2 separate regions of the Gossypium arboreum genome follow, and region 2 is linked to region 1. The links are chromatin contacts, called in public Hi-C maps. All regions are on one chromosome and are shown on one strand. The core of a region is the stretch at or near the end of the contact, and the rest is flanking DNA. Distances in the headings are between cores, read along the strand shown. Region 1 holds the start of LOC108462882 (indole-3-acetic acid-amido synthetase GH3.17-like). Region 2 holds the start of LOC108463905 (flavin mononucleotide hydrolase 1, chloroplatic).

The links. A called contact is a pair of places that touch in the nucleus more often than the background predicts.
Region 2: a Hi-C map of leaf shows a contact between it and region 1, with 2.9 times the contacts expected there. The contact joins the promoter of LOC108463905 here to the promoter of LOC108462882 in region 1. A contact is called at or near these places in 2 of 5 Hi-C or Micro-C datasets (both in leaf).

What each region holds. Positions count from the first base shown.
Region 1 is chr2:9,245,297-9,251,329 of ASM2569848v2, reverse strand. It overlaps LOC108462882 (indole-3-acetic acid-amido synthetase GH3.17-like), which reads left to right and starts at 3,748. Exons shown (of 5, transcript XM_017762794.2): 1 at 3,748-3,938; 2 at 4,047-4,468; 3 at 4,560-4,661; 4 at 5,830-6,033. The coding sequence starts at 4,191.
Region 2 is chr2:9,442,701-9,448,733 of ASM2569848v2, reverse strand. LOC108463905 (flavin mononucleotide hydrolase 1, chloroplatic) reads right to left here and starts at 3,301. Exons shown (of 7, transcript XM_017763900.2): 1 at 2,943-3,301; 2 at 2,706-2,781; 3 at 1,306-1,357. The coding sequence starts at 3,154.

The DNA.
Region 1 (6,033 bases), core at 2,499-4,998:
AAAGCTTCTAAAACATCAAGATTAACTGAAAAGGACTTAATTAACTTACCAAATTAACTCCAAGCTTCAAATCCTTAGTTTTCTCTTTTATTTTTCTTTCCCTTTTTCTTTCTCTTTTTCTCCCCTGCTTCCCGTTGTCAATTCTGTTTCTATTCCCTTTTGTTTCTTTATTTCTCTTTTATATTTATTTGCTTTACTTATTTAATTAGCATATATTATAATATATTTATTTTAAATATCTATTTTAACATCATTTACATATTTTACAATTGAACACATATTTAATTCTACATTTGTACCAATAATTTTATTACATTTGTCATTATTTAATTTGTTTCTCAAACAAAAATCTCATAATTTAAAATTTTAATTATTTAATTAACAAATATCTTTTTACTTAAATTATAAGTAATTTAGTATTTAAATTACAAATGTACCAATATAATTTTTACACATGTATATTTTATTACCATATATTTATCAACTATTTAATTTATTTAAAATATAATATTCATTAAATAATCATAATAATTATAAAACCATAATAATAATTTTAATATATATAATACATACATTCAAGAAAAATCTTGATTTTTCTTCCATTTGCCGCCTCAATTTATGTAAATGGCTTAATTGTCATTTTGATCCTTTTTATTCTCTATTACTTTAGAATTAAACTTTTACCCCTTTTTCAATTTAGTTCTTTTTGCTAATTATTCTAAATTAAGCTAATTTCACCTAATTAAATCCTAATTAGACACACCACTAGGCTCATAAATATTTTTAATAATTATTTTCGAACTTATTTCACTAAGACGGAGGCCTTATAACTCACTTTTCCGGTGCCCGTGGATTTTGGGTCATTACATATAGGTTGTTTTGGCCAATGTTGGCATATAAGGGTTTTGTTGAGACTAGCAATTTGAATGGTTTGTGTTTGGTATATTTTGATGTGTATATAAGTGGCCTTATCATATTTGTTATGTGTTTGATATGGTAGAATGAAAGACAGTAAAATGTGGTGATATTTCATGTTTAAGACTTGATTTGGCTTGTTTTGAATGTCTTATTATGGTTTGTTGATGTGCAAATTGTTGTGTTTAGGTTGGTACCAAATTGGGTGAGAAATGTGGCTTGGAAAATGACCTATTTTTGTTCACACGGGCAAAGACACAGGCATGTGTCTCAACCGTGTGTAACACACAGCTAGGTGACACAGCCATGTGTCCCCTGTATCTTTTAAATTGCGCAAGTAGTATGATTTCACGGCCTAGCACACGAGCGTGTGGTTTGGCCGTGTGACCCAAGTCAGAGAGTTACACTGGCACAGAAACGGGCTAGGACACGGCCGTGTGTCCCTATTTCGAATGCCTACACGGCCTGAGACACGGGCGTGTCTCCTAACCGTATGAGTCACACGGCCTGGCCATACGGCTATGTATCCCCTGCAACTTTGAAAATTTTCAATGTTTTCCAAAAAAAATTTTGAGTACTCGATCTAGTCCTGACTTGTTTCTAACTTGTGTTTTGGGCCTCGAGGACTCATATAAGGGACAATATGTTTGATTTCAATTGGTTTTCGATTGATTTCTTATATGAATGCTATATTATATGAAATGTCTGACTAATTGATCTGTAAACTCCAGTAATGCTCCGTAACCCTATTCTGGCGACAGATTCGGGTTAGGGGTGTTACACTAATGGATCACTGTGTGTCCAAAGGAACTTTGTTGAGCCAATACAAAAAACCTAGTTGCATTAAATCTGAGGAAGCCATGAAGATATTAGATTCAAGAGTGATAAGAAAGTATTTCAACCCCAAATCACCGTTATAATTAGTTTGCATCATTTCTTGTTTAAAAACTCGGGAGAATAATCTTTTTTACTTTATTGTGTTAGTGTCAAAAATGTTTGGCAAAATTATTGATATCTTGTTTTGAACTCAAAGTTATAACCTTTTCTAACATAATGTTAAGTAAGGGCATTCAATCATATAAGCATACCATGTTACCTTTGCTTCATGATATCTTGCAAGCCAAGAAAGTCCTTTGAGATTCAAGTGCTTGATTTATCTAAAACACAGGCGTAGTGAAATATTTCCAAGTACATCAAAATTCACTCATATGGGATGTCAGAAAAATCGTTGACTTTGGGTTATATTTTAGGCAAACCTTATTCTCTTTGGATTATATTTTAGATAAACTGAGAGTATTTCTACTTTGTTTATTCAATTGGATTTAACTATTAACTTATTTAAAAATTTGATTTTTTTTTATGAATTACAAGAGGAGGGAAAGTCCTAATAGTAATGCGACTAGTGCGAATCGAATGCATGCCACACCTAGGGCGTAGTGAAATATTTCCAAGTACATCAAAATTCACTCATATGGGATGTCAGAAAAATCGTTGACTTTGGGTTATATTTTAGGCAAACCTTATTCTCTTTGGATTATATTTTAGATAAACTGAGAGTATTTCTACTTTGTTTATTCAATTGGATTTAATTATTAACTTATTTAAAAATTTGATTTTTTTTTATGAATTACAAGAGGAGGGAAAGTCCTAATAGTAATGCGACTAGTGCGAATCGAATGCATGCCACACCTAGGGCGATGAACACCTTGATTATCAAGCCAACATGGGGTTCAAAAATTTTATTTTTTAATCACTCTAGCAGTTTATAGTTTTGTGTTCTTTGATGTTTATATATTATGAGCCTTTTTGACACATTCGCTTGTCTTGTTGTATGCCTTATGGGTTTTACAAATCTTGTTTGGTTTATTTGGTATGTTGTCTCCTTTTTGGGAGGTTTTCAATGACTACATATCATATATAAAATGATTAAATTATGCATTAAGTTCCTATATTTTTCATGATTTTGGAATTTAATCATTATACTTTTTAAGGAATTTAGTTTTTTACTTTTTAGATTTTAAAATTTAAGTCCAACTATTAATACTTTTGAGATTACTTAATTAAATTCGGGTTCATTAAAATGTCAATTTTTAATTATATTATTATCAAATGAGTATTTTTTATTTCAAAATGTCACATTAACAAATTTACAAAAAAAATTATAGTGTTTTGAATTTAAAAATCTGAGAAGTATGACTAAATTTCTGAAAATAAAATTATAAATTTTAATTTAAAATTTATAAAAAGTACAAAACTTATTACACATTTTAACCATAAATTTTAGAATTTTTTTTATTTTAGGAATTTGTAAAGAAGGTTAATTATTACACAATTATTACTCAAAATTTATTGAAGTAATGAAAATCGATCGCACAAAATCTTTTAGAAAACGTATTTTAAAAATAAATTTCCTTCCACCTATTTCAAAAAACAAAATATAATATAGTAATAAACTCTTGCTTGGGTACGCTATCCTTCCAATACATATCATATGCAAATTTCAATTTTTTAATTCTAAAAGTTGGTAAAGATTCTTCAAAAACTAATAATAATAAGTTGGTAAAGAGACTTAGACCATCACAATTTCGCTCTTCAATATTTAAAAAAAATTATTTTAACTTTGCATTTAATTTTTAGTTAAATTATATGGATACGATTAGATACTGTAATAAAAATATTTTTATTATTTTATATATATCTTTTATGTTAAAATATTCAATATAAATAAAAATATTAATATTTTTCATTAATATATAAATTTGTTTTACTTTCTTACCCCATTATAAATTTATAACTATATAAGACAATGCATTAACTATTTTTTTTCTTTCTTACACACCATTAACTATTTTTTCTTTCTTTCTTACGCAGCATTAACTATTTTTTTTTCTTTCTTATGTAGCCCTTTTATTTTCTTCCCCATTTACCCCTATTTTCCCTTCTCATTTACCATCCTTACCTTTGCTCTGTATTTCATTTTCTGCAAAAAACCCAGCATCATCATCTTCATATAAGCGAATCAGGTATGTTAAAAATCTCATAAATTATCACGATTAAATGTTAAAGTTCTTTTTTTCTGTTTACTAAAGTTCTATTCTTGTATATGGGTTTTTTTTCCGTTTCTGATTCAGGCCAAAGTAAAGTCCGGGAGTGTCCTTTTTTGACACGCTTCAAGGTGTGTCCGGTACGTTTCCGGCCGTGTCGGCAGCGTGTCCGTGTTGGACACCAGTACGACACTGGTACGAGGGGATTTTCCCCGTGTCGGTGCTTCCTAGATGGCAATGAATGGGTATGAAGGTGGGTTGAAGATGATTGAGGAACTGACCACAAATGCTGGGCAAATTCAAGACAAGGTGTTGAGGGAAATACTAAGTAGAAATGCAGGAACAGAGTATTTAAGGGGATTCCTCCATGGTCAAACCGACAAGCAACTCTTTAAGAAAAATGTTCCCATAGTTACTTATGAAGATCTCAAGCCTTACATAGATAGGATTGTTAATGGGGAGACATCAGATATCCTTTTAGCTGAACCCATTACAGGGTTCTTTCTAAGGCATGCATGAATTTGTTGCTTTGGTTCTGTGTGTTTTGGGGCATTGTTTGCTTCCTTCTAATAGTTCTATCATCTGTTTGATCAAATGCAGCTCTGGGACTTCAGGCGGGCAGCCAAAGCTGATGCCTGTCACTGCTCAAGTTGCTAAAAAGTGGGAATTATTTCGTGGCTTGTACGAGTCTCTTGTGATAAAGTAAGGAACCCATCCCTATTTTCTAGTTTTTCTTTCAGCTACTCGTGAAATCACACTGTTTACTTGTTCATCCATGACCTGAACACAACCATATATAATCGGATCTTTAATTAAACTAGGAAAAATCCACTTATACCCAAAAAAGTTTTATACTCTTCTGTATATATTTGTACGATAAATATTTTAATAATTTAACTATTAAATTATCGATATAATTACACTTAAAATTTTTAAATAAATATAATATTTCAATCATATCGATCTAATCATTTTTCACCATTTTTTAAACTTTTAATTCATCAAATTAGTTTTTATTCTTGTCAATGCCTGAGCCAGTTGTGTGTAATAAATTTATAATATTTTTTATAATATTAGTTTTTGTTTAAAATTTTCAATTAATTTCTTCAAAAATCATTAATAAATTGGAAAAATAATGAAATTAGAAAATATTTTTAAAAGTATTTTAATATTAAAATATACAAAATTCATCATAGTTTAAATATTAATATTAATTTAATATTTTTTGGTAATTTTCTTAATTAATAAACTTTTTAATATTAATATTTTAAATTTGTATCACTTCGCTTGTGACACTAAAATTAATAAATTTTTTAATAATTATATAAATTAACATGTTAGGTTATATCATAGTATATTATAAGGCGAAGTTAGAAAAGTTTTTGGGGTAAAATTAAATTGTATATTTTACGATGGTAAAATATAATTTTATTATTTTAATAGCTTATATGTTTATAATTTTAAAAGATTAAATCAAATTTTTAACATTTTGAGGGTCAAAGTACAATTTTATCATTATTAATTTAAAATTTTATAAACTATAAAAGGCCTAATTAAAAATTTTCTATTTTAGGGGCTGCCCTGGTATATAACATGGTATATTATATCAACAGTAATTATATTCGAACAAAAAAATCAATAGTTACTATATAGTTATATATTATAATATGAATTACCATATTAAGGAAATACATGTAGTATCAATATATGTATAATGCACCATGCAGATAGTAACACTCGAATTTAGTGAATACTACTTGTACATATATTGATATAATATGCATAGTTGCTGTTCTTGCTTTTTGCATTTACAACAGCAATTCAGTACTCCTAAAACTAACTATCTGCCTTTATCCGTCTAATTTTAAAGGCACATTGTTGACATCAACCAAGCCGGTAAAAGAATGGAGCTTATGTTTGCCAGACAAGAGATTGAAACTCCTAGTGGCCTCATGGCAACATCTGTTACAGCCAGCATATTCAAGGGCAGTGGATTTAGAGCCAGTTTACCTAAGCTTTACACAAGCCCCAGCGAGACCATCTTTTGTCCAGACCCCAACCAGAGCTTATACTG
Region 2 (6,033 bases), core at 2,052-4,551, 200 kb before region 1:
CCTTTTGCTTAGAGTTGAAACGCAAAAAATGGTAATTAATAAATGTATGTCCTAATTTCATCGTAGGAAATTTTGACTATGTTTCAGGACAGAGATGCCTATGAAAAACAAACATAGGCCAAAAATACAGCTGAATAAATGCAAATTATCAATTCTTTGTCTCAATCAATTGGGGCATGATCCAGAATTGAAAACCAATAAAGCACATATTTGAATCAACATGCAGCGGCAATTATGCCAACACTACATATCCACTCAACCATCTATTGAGATATGCACGCATTATATCAGCAAAGGCATTCATATTCAACGACCTAAACCCTTCTTTGAAGAGTTCATGACACAGGAGCTTTTATTTTTATTATAATATTTTATTATTTCAGTTTATTTCATAATATTTATTTTAAGTATTAGATATATTATAAATGGCTAGGGTTATTAGTTATCTTTACGGTTTGAAGCTAGGGTTATGAAAAAAACTTTATGTGCAAGTAAGCCTAGAAACTTGCAAGAAAGAAATCCTATATAAATAAGTTTTAGGCTTTACGGCCATAATTATTATTCTGATTATTTCCTTTGAATTAATAGAAAAATTAGAGGTTTTCTACAACTTAAGTTTTCTAGAGTTCCATCTTTCCTATTCATTTGTTCAGCTCTAATTCTTTTAATTGCTATTGTTTTCTCCCCTAAACCACATATATTCAGCATCAGAAACCCTGATGGTTTGCCTCTTTTATCCACAATTATAATATAAGGCCCCAGAATGGCCTAAGAACTATGATTGCTGTGCTTAGTTTTTAGCAAACACAACCCATTTCTTTTCTACCTTCTTTAATATCAAAATTCCCATACTTCTCTTAGGTTGATGTCATCAAGCCATTAACAGTGAAACCAGTTTCTTCAGGATTCTGAGAAGTGATTGAACATACTTCTTAAGTAGACTCTTATCTCCAAACCCCACATTGTCAATATGCGTGCATCCTTAAACCTTTTTCCTTACAGTTAGCAATAAACGTTTCTATACCACGCAACGTAGGTTTCCTATATAGACACCATCAAAATTAGCATTGTGGAACTAAAAGATAATGGAAAAGGAATCTATGTGTCATATGCAACAAAAAGATTAAGAAAATGACTCAATGAAACAAATATCTCTCCCTAACAATGCAAAATATTTAATTTCTTTTTTATTTGAGAATTTATACTAAAATCAAGCATATTTTGCTTATATCTAATGAAAATGCTAATCAGCCTTGAAACAATGGATTGAAAGAATAACATCACGAAAACAAATGCAAAACCAACCTTGCAAATCAAAAGGTCTTCTGTCTTTAAAGAATTTTCCTTCTAGCTCCTCCTGAAAGGAAATAAGATAACTTTCTCACACTCCAGACCAGAAGGTAAACAGCAAGGCAATAAAATTGAGAGAAAAGCAAACGTCTTAAAGGTCATATAGCAATGAAGAGACCCATAAGTGAAAAGGAGCGAAAGAGAAAAAGGGGTTATTAAACATAGAAGAAAGGCATGGAATTATTTTACATGCTTTCAGTCACAAATTATATTGCTAAAAAATGTGGTAGAAAGTACAGTAATAAAGTATAAATTCAAAAGTTCCATTTATAAATGTGAAACTGAAACCGCAATGATATCCTTTAATAGTATGTTTCTGGTGGACTGGAAATTTACAAGTTCTAGTAGGTTTCTGTCAAAGAATCAATATACAGGTCAATATAATATAGGATCATGGTTATGGATAGGTTAACGTTGGCATAAAACTAATAAGGATACGGAACAATAAAGAACATAAATAATAATAAATGAATGTACTGATAGTTAATCTAAAGGCAACAGATAAGTGGTGTGTTATGCTTTGGTTGTGTACACAAGCTTCACTAGCTGAAGCCTAGAGAAATATTGTTAAAAGACTAATGTTTTAGCTACTATATCCACTTATCAGAAAGCAAAGACGAAGGAAAGGGACTACAAAGGGCCATTTCATTTTGTGTTTAACAGGTAAATGATATTTTGCAGGAGATGTAAGAAGGCAACAATGATGGGAAGTAAGAAAAATCAAAACTAATGCAGTGTCACCAACTCGGGTTGTAAGTGGGTCAACATGCTGTGCAAGCTACTCAGGAAATAGTCAAGTTCTACTCCTCCTCTGCCAAGTCAGGTTCAGGCTCATACAGGGCTAATAAAGCATTTAAAAATGTATATTTTTAGTAAAATGCATATATTATCATCTATATGCACTATAATATATATAATTTTATTATTTTAGGGCCTATGTGTGTCTGAATAAATGTATGATATAGAACAAATAACATTACATATTCTTTAAGATATTTGATCCTAATTAAGTCAAGATCAAGTTTATAAAATGAAACTTATTCAAGCTCAGGGATGGTTTCAAGCCTCTCGTACACAAAACAGCTTGAGGTCAAGGCTGTTACTGTGGAACTCTATTCAACTCGCCTTTATGTACAAAAATTCAAAGGAATAAAGATCCAACTTAGCTTTTATTACTTGAAATGGCAATCAATCCTAAAAAATTGACAAGTGAAACATGTTTCAAGAAATATTATAATTTGTTAGGTACCTCAATCAAACAGTTTAACAGATCTTACAACACTTACTCATAAGACTACTTTAGTCAATAAAATCTAGAGAACTATAACTTTCCCACATTATAAATCTAGGTGTACCTCATCAATCACCCCATTTTCGAACTCAAGCCATGCAGTTGGATGCTTGCATTCAATTAGTTCCTTCAAAGACATTCTGACCATCGAATTTAACTTTGATCACTTCAAAAACTATCGCCAGCAGTGGCAGTTATATTGGTTTGAAATAAAAACAAAAATGATAAAAACCCAACAAACACAATTCGAAACAAGAATTAAAAAAGAGAAAGAGGGGAGGGAGATGAAAAAACCAGTTACCCGAAGAAGGCAGGGACGTCATGGTAAAAAGGGTCACGAACAATGGTGTCCATGATGTCAAACAGCAAAATGGGAAGCTTCCTGGAGTTGAAGGAAGGTGATGTGTTGGTGGGATTGATTGCCATCCTGGTTCTGGGGACTGGAGAAAATAGTTTTGGATGAAAGCAGAGTGATGTGGCTGGTGGTGGTGGTGCTCTAACCAATTGAGCCATCCAAACGTACACTTGCAACCCAAGAGAATTTTTGATATTTTGATTTCCAGATTCCCCTTACCAGGAAATAAGGGTCAATGTTCGCTGCACAATTCTGGGTTTGCCTCTCTATGTTTGGGCTTACCATTTGTTTCATCCATCTTTGTGGGTACTTCTCAAAAAAATAAAATGCCTTGGCCCAATATCTATATGTATATATTTGTAATTATAAATTTATATTCTTAATAAAATTAAATATTGAATGTAATTATGCCTTTTGATAAAATTAATTTTGTTTTTCAAAATTATTTATTTCTTAAATTCAATCTTATTAGTTATTACTATTGTAGCGATGTAAAAATTTGTTTGGTTTCGGTTGCTAATTGAGGCGATCTATTGAAAACTTGAAAGCTAAAATTTGATTTTAAAATAAACCGGGAGTCGCCACCGATCCTTTTTCCTAGGTACGATCGGATACCTATTAGATTTTTTTTTTAACAAAAAGAAGGCTGAGTTTAGGGTCTAGGTTAAAAACCAGAGAAAAATTAGGGCTCGGGAGTCAGTTACGTGCGAGGAAGGTATTAGCACCCTCGCGACGCCCAGAAATTGGCATCTCATAAACACGTGTTGTCTTGATTTTTAAAAATACGAGTTCAATATTAAAATTTAGTCGTGATCCAATTAAAAGAAGACGAGAAATTTTAGTTCATTCCGGTTTTTGAGAAGGGTATATCGCTTTAACACGAGTCAATTGATGTTCACCCAACATAGCAATGAACTCGATGACTTAATGTTAAATCGGTATATTGCCTTGATTGTTGAAATTAATTAGAAGGACATGGATAAAATTCTTGAAGTAATGTAAAACAAAATTGAGATGAAATAAAAATAAATAAATGGAAAAATTAAAAATATTTGAAATAAATAACATATAGGGCAATAATGCAAAAATATTGAAAATATATAATATATATATAACACATAGATGATACATGCATATACATTAGAAATAACAACAATATAAAATGGACTTACTAATATACTACATAGACATATACATTCATAGATATAAATAATAAGGATATTAGAAATACTAAGTATATAATGTTGGAATAACTACATAATACAAAAATTGTAGAATGTAGTATTAAAATATGTGCACGATATATATACTTATTTAAAAATAATAATAAAACTGTTGATAATATTTCACAAATATATGTATATACTAAAATATACATAACAATATATAAAGTATAATATATTAAAAACGTATCTAAAACATATAAAATGAAAATACATATGTTAAATAATATTAAAATATTTACATAATGCATACATATAGGAACAAACACTAATAATACATGGATATGTACATAGGCATATTAAATATATATACATATAATCGATATAGAAATATTAGAATAAAGCAATTAAAAAGTAATGCTATGCACAAATAGATATATACATATATAACAAAATATATACTATGGTTAATGATAATAACAATGACGATATAAAGATGTATACATACAACAACACATTCACTACATTAACAACCATAATAGTAATGGCATTAAAATACGAAGAACAACAATGTAACACAAAAATACTATATATATAAATCTATACACACAAATAAAAATATACACTATTGTAATAAAGATAATAATAATATATTATTAAAATATATAAAAGCAAGCATAACATTTAAATATTAAAATAAAGTAGCTAAAATACTAAACATAAATACATATATGCATATAATAATAATAATAATAATAATAATAATAATAATAATAATAATAATAATAATAATAATAATATGAAAATACAAGAAAATTTAAATAAGAATTAAAGATAAATGAAAAAAGGACCAAAATTGGATTAAAATCGAAGTTTTGGGGCCAAATCTAAAATAAAAATAAGCCACGGGGTTGTATTGCAACACGCGTGAAACATGGGGGACTGAATCAGTAATATTCCCATTCTATCAAAACGCAGCGCATCAACAGGGAGTAGATTGCAAGTCAGATTAAATTTTAGGGCCAGATTATAAACAAAAATAAACCTAATTTAAAACACTGAAAATGCGGAAGGATCTAATGCGCAAATATACCATTGAATTAAAAAACACGCGGATCTGACCTGGTGCGGGTCGGGTCGACCTGACCCGCGTCCAAAACGGCGTCGTTTTTAGTCTAAACAGAGGGGGTCCAAAACGGTGCGTTTCGGACCCCTATATAAGTCAAAAAAATTTTAAAAAAAATTCATTTTGTACCGTGGAGAGAAAAAAAAAGAGAGAAGGGGAGAGGGAAGAAAGAAGAGAGGGGAGAGGAGGGAGCTCTAGCTACGGGCGGTCAACTGACCAATGCTTAGGAGGTCCATGGGCCGTAGGAAAAGGTAAAAATTTACTTTTTTTGTTTTTATTTTTTATTTTTTTCAAATAAATGTGTATATATATGCTAGAAATGAGGAAGAAAAGAAGAAAAGAGAAAAAAAAAATGGATTTAAGAAGATAATAAAGAAAAAATAAGAAACAAAATCACCTTCCGATTTATGTTTTCGTTCCTTGTTTCCCTTTTTTGTATTTTCCTCTACTTTTTGTATTCGATGTATGCTATTTGTTGTTTGAATCTATTGCTAATATTGTTATTACAAAGTGGTTAGATTTGCTTCTCTTTTTTCGAATCCCCCCTTTTACAAATGTTTATTTCTCGGCTTTAAAGCCGACTACAAAACTAGGAAAATATTATTTATTTTTTGTCCTATTCTGTTTGGTCTGCTTCTGTCTTTGCAGGGTATGGAGGTGTCAGGGAAGTGGAGGAGAAGCATGCGGTGGCAGACGGTATGGGATTGACCAAGGATGGTGCTAGTGTTAGAGGAAAGTGGGGCGTGGT